Linked DNA regions of Sus scrofa: all the other regions are linked to region 3. Evidence: chromatin contacts called from public Hi-C and promoter capture Hi-C data. All regions are on one chromosome and are shown on one strand. Each heading gives the region's core, a stretch centred on a gene start, on an enhancer-like site or on the middle of the called end of the contact. The rest is flanking DNA. Distances are from core to core; before and after follow the strand shown.

Region 1 (3,004 bases), core at 482-2,981, 370 kb after region 3:
CCCCTCTCCCCACTCCCAAATGTAGGAACACCCCCCAAGTTGAGGGATCCCCCTTAATGGCACGCGAGGGTCGCCCTTGGGAGCCCACGATGCAGAGCCCCGATGTGGGGTCCACGAGCAGGGGAGCACCGTGGGGGGCTGTGCTAGTGCCGGAGGCTCCGAACTGGTGGGGTCGCTCCTAAGGTATCGGGACCTCGACCGGACTGAGCTGGGGCGAGAACAGCAACCGCACCGAGTCAGGGAGCCTGCCAGGGGTGGGAGCCGCGGGCGGTCAGCGCGGGGCGCTCCCGGAACAGCCAAACTTTCTCTGCCTCCCGAAGTTCGGGGCGCGGAGGCGGCGGCGAGGGGGCAGGCTGAGAGGCGTCCACCGCCGCCCCTACCCGCCGAGCCGCAGGAGAAGGCGCCCCCGAGGACCGCCCTCCCCTCAGCCCTCACCTGTGCCCCGGGCCCGAGGCGGCCCGCACTCACCTGGCTGTAGAGCTCACTGACCGACATGACCCCGCAGGCCGGGCCGGGCCCGGGCTCGAGCTCGGTGCCTGGCGGGCTGCCCTCGCTCGTGCCCCAATGGGGGGCGGGTCCGGCTCTTCGCGGCCCCAGCGGCTCTCAGTCCATGGCCGGCCCTCCTGGCGCCATCTTCCTGGGCTGTTCGAGAGTTTCTCGGTTCTTTCCCCTTTTCTCCAACCTGCCCCGCCGGCTTCCTGGAGGCGCCGCAGCCGGCTCGCTCTCTGCCGGCGCGACCTTTACTCCCGCGGCAGTGGCGGCGCAGCGGCGGCCGGGCAGGAGTGGCGACCGGGCGGGCGGGGGAGGAGGCCGCGCAGCGCCGCTCCCGGCTCAGGTATGGGAGGCGGCGCGGGCGAGGGGGGCGGCCGAGAAGGGAGAGGGCGGGCGCGCGTCCGAGCGGGCGGCGGACGCACTGCCGCCGCCGCCTTTGAGCCCTGCCCGGGCCGAACCCGCCGCGCCCTCTCGCGCCCCCGCCGCAGAGGGGTCCTCCTGGCCGGGGGCGGGGCCGCGCAAGGAGCCGGCGCCGACTGCCCCCTGCTGGACGCCCGGCGCGCTCCGGACAGGTGCGCTCCGGGTCCGGGCACCTGCGGTGGGCGGGGATCCGGTGCAGATCAGAAAAAAAAGAGGTGGAAGTATCCGAGAAGGGAGAAGAGGAATAAAAAGGAGAAATGCTTGCAGCTGAAAGACTCCATACATTTTCCTCTGGATTTACGGGGCTACATTCAATACCTGCATCATTAAAAATCGTTATGTCGTAGATTAGGGTGATTTGGATATACCAAAGATTGTCTCCGCCAAACTGAGCTGCCTGCGCTGAAATCCTGATCGGAAAGGTGGGAGCTGAAGTCTTCTCCACTTTGACAGTTTCACCCACAGCTTGCGGCTAGGCTCCCTACCCCCATCAGAAAATTGTTTGCTTTTCTGGGAAGTCTCACATTTTCTCCGCTCTCTCTCACACGCACTCTCAGTCCCTCTGCCGCTGCCTACCTGATTTACTTTTGTCGGTTCTGCCAGTGACATTGGCAGCGCCACTCCCTCTTCTGCTTGCAACATAAAGTAGAAATTTCAGCCAAAGAGGAAATTAATTGGCAGGAGGCAGTAAAGGGAGCGCAGGAGCTGTAGGAAGAAACATTTGGTCTTTTGAGGTGGCATTTGTACCTGAATGAGTGATGGCCCCTGAGAGTGGCTCTCAACCAAAGCATCCATCTATGTCGCTGGAACAATTGTTCTAGAGCCCCGCTCCCTGAAAGGTGATTCTTAAACTCATCCCATTTAAGACCCTCCCACTTGGAAGACAGGATCTCCATTTAATCCACCTGCAGCCCTTCTCGACTATGCTTCCTCAGTAAGAATCACCTGAGGAGCTTTAAAGCCCTTCCAAGGAAGGGGTTCCCCACCCTGAGGAACTCGGATTCATTGAAGGGTGAGACCCAAGCATCTGAAGTTTTAAGTTCCTCCATAATTCTAAAGGATTTTATTTCCAGGGTTGATAAAGGAAGTGAACAAAGCTTGGGCAACTCTTCTTGGATCTGAAAGGAAGCTCTTCATAACATTGGGAAGAACAAAAAGGAAATGATTCCATCATTTCTCTCTCCCTCAAAAATCTGTCTACATAGTTTCCTTCCCCTTATTCCTTCCCCGTATCCTGATAGTTATGAAAGTGTGACAGCCCCACCCCACCCCGCCCCACCACCCAGGACCATCAGCATCACCTGGGAACTTTTTAGAAATACAACATATGGGGCCTCATCACAGACCTTCCCATCAGAAAGGCGGGGTGTGGGGCTTGGCATCCTGTGTCCTCACCCCTGCCACAGATTCTTTCCTCTCGGGCTAGGAAGGCCCAATCCCCACCTTTGCTCCATATGTCCTTGCCTGCTCCACCACCATGCTCCATCCGTGGTCCCATCTCTCCACTAGCTCTTGACTTTTCCTCTGTTCTCCTTTTCTACTAAAGTTCTTGAAGTGGTAGTTTCTACTGCTGGCTCCACTTACCCACACCCAGTCCCTCTGTAATTCACTGTTTTTCAACATTTTCTGCATGAGAATCACTTTTACGAAAGCAAATGCTTGGCTCCCACTCCCAGAAATTCTGATTTAACTTGTCTTGGATGCTGCCTGGGCAAAGGGGTTTTTAAGAGTTCCTAAATGATTCTAATGACAGCCAAGGTGAAGAGCTGCTGCTTTAATACCCTCCAAAATGGTTTCCTCTCAGCTCCATCCTATTGAAATTGCCATCTCCCTCTGAAGCACGGGCTGGTAACTGGTTCTCCCCATGTTGTTAAACCACCTCCTCCCCTAGCCTCTGTCGTTCTTCTTCTCTTGTTTTCCCAGCCTCACTAACCACACCTTCTGCTTTCTCTTCCTGGTTCCTGAATAAAGCTGTGGCCCATTTCCCAGATCTCACATTTCTTCTCAGGCACACCCCCATTTCATCTCTTACTGCAATATTAACTCTCAAATCCAATTCTAACCTTTAGACCCACTTTTCCACCTGCCAGAT
Region 2 (2,983 bases), core at 240-2,739, 360 kb before region 3:
CGCAAAAAGTGAAGCCAGCCTGCCTCTTAAAGAATTAGAGAACACAGGAGGGACAAAGGGTGCTTCGTTGGCAAATGGAGTAACACAGTAGTGAGGATAGGTCAGAACAGGACCTGCTCCTCCAGATGGTTTCCCCACACAGACCTTCCAGGCGGGGGCCCTGACACTAGGGGAGGAAGGGGCTCCGGGCTGCTCTGGCAGTTTTCCTCCCCAGGCAAGAACAGGACCAGTTTCCCAGCGACCGCGGGGTTACTTGCGGTCGAAGGTGCAGTCTTGCAGAACCAGGTCTAGCGAGAACCAGGCAGGAGTCCTTGGCGCTTTCAACCTCTCCCATCCCCTCGGCATTCCCCGAGGGCTGTTGAGACGCAACCGCCCCCAAGTGGTCCCAGCGGAAGACTGGCAAGCGCCCCGGGCTCAATCCAGGCTCCCCTGCGTCAGGTGCTGAATCCGGCTCGCAGCCCTCGGTCTCGGGGTCCCTCGGGCGGAGTTGGAGCCAGCACTAGGGGGCAGGAGCAGGGACGCGCGTATCATTACAGGAAGGAGAGGAGGAAAAAAAAAGAGGAGGGAGAAGACGCTGCTGCTTAATTCCACTCAATAGGTCGACACTTGGCGCTGGTTACCGGTCTGAGACCCCCACGCTTGGCTCACTATTCCTTTGAGGAATGTCCCCGGCATCCCTCTAGTCCTGCACCCCCAGGTAAGAGAGCGCTTACCACGTGGCAGGCGCAGCACTAAGCGCTGTCCCAGAGTAGGTCTTTTAATTTTTCCCCAAATTCCTAAGCGGCAGGAACTGTTACCATCCGCGTTCTGGGAAGGAAGGAATGGTCTTGGAGAAGTTGGACGGCTAGTCACTAGTTGCAGCTAGTGGCGGAGCGAGGACTGACCGAGAAGGATCTGAGCGATCCTGATGCCCAGACCACAGCCCATAGCAACTCAGCTCTGCCTAGTTATTGTCCGATCACGACGTCTGCACCTGTCGTGGGCCTCGCAGAGCAGGAAGGCAGGAGGAAAGGGAAAAAAGAAGGACCACAGGGGGACCAGGTGGCTTTCGTCCATCTGGACCCTTGGCCCTGGGCGAGGAGAGATCAGTTCCGGCGCGGGGTTGGCTTTGCGCCTGGGAGAGGATAACCTTCCTTCTCCAGGAATCGCGAGCGCGGCGGGAGCAGCGGTTTGGGGTAATGATCCCCCTTGGGCAGCAGGGTCGAGGGGAGAATCTAGGGTCCGGGAGTGGACACCAGGAAAAAGTGTGGTGGCAGGAGCCCGGCTGCTGGCGGAGTTGCCGGGGGAGAAAGCAAGGCAGCGCGTGCGGAGAGTCCACGCGGTGGGTGTGTGGCGCTTTCATTCAAACTTTGGGGAGTCTTTGGTTCGGACGTCAGCGAAGGTGTGACCAATCAGAGTCCAGGGACGGGAATAAATTATGCAAATCACCATCTGGCGATGGGTCAGATGACTCCAATACTTTAAAAAACTACCTCGCCGGGCAGCTCGCGCGGTGGCAGCTCGCGCGGTGTGACAGTGGCAAGCCCAGGCTTCCCGGGCGGGAGGCACAGGGAAGGGCAGATCTGGTTCTGGTTCAAGCCCTTTCACACTCACTCCACCACCCCGCTGCTCAGTTTAGCCAAGTTTTCATTTTTCACCTTCTCCACCTTCAGCTGTCTAAGGCCACCACTGTCTGATCCCACTTAGGGTCTTAAGGGCTCGGACTGCTGGAAACTTCGAGAGGTGGTTTTTTTCTTTTTGTTTGTTTGTTTGGTTTGTTTTTTTATCTTTTTAAAAGTCTCATTTTGGGGAAGGGGGTGCTGTGGGGAAGGATGCGAAACTCAGTTCCTCTGCTCTGCCTCTGGAGTTTCTATTGCTGTTTTGCGGCGGAAGGCCCCGCACTCCCTGGTCCAGAGGGAAGGTTGCAAGGTAACGTGCACTTATTTTTATTACCACCCCAAAAACTTCTTTCCTGCGCCAAGTCCCCTCTGTCTCGCCCACCCTTCTTCAGTCTTTCCTCCATCCTGTGCCATCCTTCTTCCTTTCCTCCTGCACTGTCCATTTGCTCTTCCTAATTGGTCTTGCAGTTCACTTGTTCCTCAGCACCTCTGACCAGGGCATCCCCAGCCGGGCATCCAAAAGGCCACAGGCTGGTGGGTGCGCTCTCCAGCGCTCACTCTCGCCCCACCCCCTTGCCGTTATGTGGTTCCCTTATCGGTGCTGTCCAGTCAGCAGAGTTGGCTGCCAGCAGCTATTTCACCTTGTCCTTCTCTTTGAACCTGGGGTTTTTCGGGGTCAGAAGGCTGTTAGAAAGAGCGCTGTCATCTGTTGCCCCTCCTTCTAAATCTCAGCATAGGTGTTTTGAAAGGTAAGGTATTAGGGTAGCTGGCTCTGGTTTGATGAATGCTTACCGGGAGCATTTGGTGAGTAATTTGTGCAGAGAAGCTGCTGGGCTTCTTCCCCAGGGTGCTAGCCTTCCCCCAACGCTCTTTCTAGCCCTTGCTCTTCCTCTTTCTACTTCTTTTCCTAGCTGCCAGCTTTTCTTCAGAGTTCTACATGACAGTCTTTTCTATTGAAGGAAGCCTACCCTGGAGGAGTGAGTGTAGGTCACTCAGCGGGAGTACCAAGTAGTTAAGCAGAGGAGAGTGGGGGAATCCCTGAACCATACCCCGTTATTTCATCGTCTACTTTTCTGCTGAGGTTGGGTCAAATGATGTTGATCCATGTCAGCTTATGTGCGTGTGTGTTTGGGGGGATTTAATTTGAATGAATGAAAAAAAACTTGCTGCACTTCACATGTTCTTAACTCTAGTGCAGGTGAACAGGGTAGCTCTCCTGCAAAATGCTAACATTCCTTCCAGCTTCTGTGTTCCGCTATTCTGAGTATTTGGGGGGGGCAATTTCATTCATTCAAAAACATATTTATTGGAGTTCCCTGGTGGCCCAATGGGTTAAGGATTGGGCGTTGTCACTGCCGTGGTGCACGTTTGATCCCTGGCCCAGG
Region 3 (2,780 bases), core at 109-2,608:
CTTTAATTCACTGAGCGAGGCCAGGGATTGAACCCACATTCTCATGGATACTAGTTGGGTTTGTAATGCACTGAGCCACAACAGGAACCCCTTAACACTTACATTATTTAACTCAGGCCTTTTGGCCGCTGAGCTAGTGCTTTAAACCCAGTGGGCGGGTCCCTGTCCTCCAACTTTCTCATTTCCAGGCATGCAGAGATGCCAAGGTGGGAACCACCTGCCTGACACTGACACTTGCGCTGGAAGTCAGGTGGTCTCCAGGCCTTGGTCTTAAGCCTCTTCCTGCCTCACACTGGCTGGCCCCTCAGGCACTGAGGAGTGGCTGCCTGGCCCCAGCAGGGCAGGCGGGGGGGGGGGGGGGGTGGAAACGAGTGTGGAAGTTGGCATCCTTAATTCCATAACATACCAGGCGTTGTGCACAAAGTGCAGAGCAGAGAACCATGCCGCCCAGTCATTCCACAGCGCTCAGGAAGTCAGGCACATGAGTAAATTAAAAACCAGTCAACCAACTCCAGGCCCATCCTTTGTTCCCCAAGAAAGGGTCTCTCTCCAGCTCCACCCACACCACTGGGGGGGGGGGGTTGGAGAGGGAGCACCACCTGGTGGTTTCAGAAGGAAAACCCTGAACAAGCTTACAGGAATTTACTTTTTAAATCTAAATCCTTGATGTCACTTAATCTTAAAACATATTCATGGAGAACCCACAAATGTTCCACCATGCTGAGCCCTGTTCCCAAAGAGGCCATGGCCACACGCGAATAAGCAGCGGGGAGAGTCTCCAACTGCAGAAGGCAGCAAGATACAGGTTGAGGAAGCTGCTGGAGAGCCAGGCTCTCCAGAAGACAGCTCCCCTCTGCTGACAAACTCCTGGCCCAGTTAATCCTACATGCCCTGGGCCTGTTCTTCACGTGTGAAGTCAATGCGCTTGGCTGAGTTAACCTGAGAGGTTTCTTCTAGATTTGTAATTATATGACCTAAATTTGTAAACGTCATGCACAAAAAAGGCCTGGGATACTATTACTTTCCCTCTGCACAAACTGTGAAACTAGGACCTAACCACCATTGAAAGGACCTGCTGTCTGTGGACAGAAACAGACAAGGTTCCTGCCAGCTTGAGAGGGTGGTTTCCCATTTCTACAAAGACCACTCTGTGCGCACAGAGACAGACATGGTGCTGATGTCTCTCGGGACCACGAGAACTTGGAGGAACATAAGGGAATGATCACCGCTAGAAGGCAGGAGCAGCTGAGTGGGTGCTGTGAGAGGAGCCAAGCAGTCAATCCTCCCTGCTCTGCCCTGCCCAGCAGGACAGCCTGCAGCAGCTGGGGCTCAAGGCCAAAGGACTGTCAACTCCAAGAGCACCCTAAAGCGGCTGCACTAACTCCTTCCTGTTTGGATAAGGTCTCTCCTCTCCTGCGCAGGCTCTTTAGGGGCTAACAATCCCAGGTTCACCTGCCCAAGCTCAGGTGGCAACAGCACAGCTGCTCTCCGTGCCAAGGGCCCCCTGTTGTTTCCTGGTACCTGCTGGGCAGAGAAGACCTGCAAGGAGGTTTCCTGGGACCTGAGGAAAAGTCTAGAAATGCACTCTAAGTCTTGCTGTGGAGCTCCGCAGACTTGGCAAGGCTTGGGTTGAACTGACCCGTGGCCAAAGGAGCATGTTTGCAGAGCCAGGCCTGAGCCCTGGCCACACTCCTGCCCCCAGGGGCAAGGCCAGAGGCAAGGCCAGCCTGAGAGCAGCCGGGATCATCTGCCAGCCCACTTGCCCGTCTCCCCCAGGTAGGCCCTGCAGGCTTGGTTCCAGACAGCCCTGGGAAGGAGGCTTCTCCCAGCACCTTGCCTATCTGCGGCAGCCTGTCTCTGGGCATGGACTAGCCCTCTCTTTACTTTAGCGCTGCCATTTATAAAATGGTAATAATGATGTTGGTTTCCCTTGGTTCCCAAGATGTGAAAATGAGAGAGCATTTGGAAGCAGAAGGGCCCTATGTATTCCTGGGGCTCTTCTCGGAGCAGACCCTGAGCACTGGCTTCTCTCCCACAATTTGAAAACCAAAGACCCAGTGGCAAAGGTCAAAAAATAACTCTATAAACTATGCAAGTTAGCAAATGAAGAAATTCTGAACTTGGAGACCAGGACTCTTAAAGAGGCTGTGATCCAGTGCTGGTGGTGGGGGTTGTCTCCACTTCCTCCTGAAATCTAAGCAAAATTAAGTGTACAAGTGTGAGTTTTTTCCTAGGGGAGAGCATAGATTATTTTTCCAACCACACCGACTCCAAAATCATCCCTGCATAATACAGTTTGTATTTAAAGCAGAATATCCTCCATTTCAAGAAAATAGTAGGCGAGGAAAAGCAACTCTGTCTTCAAAGCACCTTTGTGGGGGGTGGTCCTGATCGCGAAGGATGCCCTTGCCAGCCGGGCTCCAGGAATCGCAGGCCCATTCCTCCTGCCCTGCCAGCCTACCCACTGTGGTCCTCCCTGCTGCTGGGATTCCCGCGATTGGAAGGGAGACAAAACACCAATGTCATTTGCAGGTGAGACAGGCTCTGGCTCCCCACCCCCACCCCGAGGCGGCTGCTCTTTCCTGTACTTAACTTGGTTTCACAGGCTATTAGTTCACTATTGTACCCTGGGCTTGCTGGGAATGGAATTATTTTAAGATATAAGAAAAGCTATTTTTATTTTATCACCATCATCATTATTGCTGCAAAGGAAGACAAATCCAGGGTATTAAGCCTCCCCTGGGAAAACCTATAGTTGGGGCTGGATTCCTGACAACCAT

The links. Promoter capture Hi-C pulls out the DNA fragments that hold promoters and counts their contacts. A called contact is a pair of places that touch in the nucleus more often than the background predicts.
Region 1: a contact with region 3 is called in a promoter capture Hi-C map of liver, with 11 times the contacts expected there. The contact joins the promoter of MYO5B here to the enhancer-like site in region 3. A contact is called at or near these places in 2 of 5 promoter capture datasets (fetal liver and liver) and 12 of 47 Hi-C or Micro-C datasets (alveolar macrophages, brain, embryonic fibroblasts and 6 more).
Region 2: a Hi-C map of liver shows a contact between it and region 3, with 10 times the contacts expected there. The contact joins the promoter of LIPG here to the enhancer-like site in region 3. A contact is called at or near these places in 5 of 47 Hi-C or Micro-C datasets (embryonic fibroblasts, liver and skeletal muscle) and 1 of 2 datasets of contacts at active chromatin or transcription factors (skeletal muscle).

Annotation. Positions count from the first base shown.
Region 1 is chr1:99,809,203-99,812,206 of Sscrofa11.1, forward strand. It overlaps MYO5B (unconventional myosin-Vb), which reads right to left and starts at 1,732. Exons shown (of 39, transcript XM_021093027.1): 1 at 1,660-1,732. The coding sequence starts at 1,707.
Region 2 is chr1:99,080,451-99,083,433 of Sscrofa11.1, forward strand. LIPG (lipase G, endothelial type) reads left to right here and starts at 1,490. Exons shown (of 10, transcript NM_001243029.1): 1 at 1,490-1,908. The coding sequence starts at 1,812.
Region 3 is chr1:99,441,528-99,444,307 of Sscrofa11.1, forward strand. All of the region lies in intron 29 of MYO5B (unconventional myosin-Vb), which reads right to left. Among named protein-coding and RNA genes, the nearest start is that of ACAA2, 130 kb to the left of the region's middle. Within about 2 kb of position 1,359, at least 4 of the 83 cell types and tissues checked have an H3K27ac peak or open chromatin away from gene starts, as enhancers often do. A contact at or near this core is called in fetal liver and liver, where this site is marked.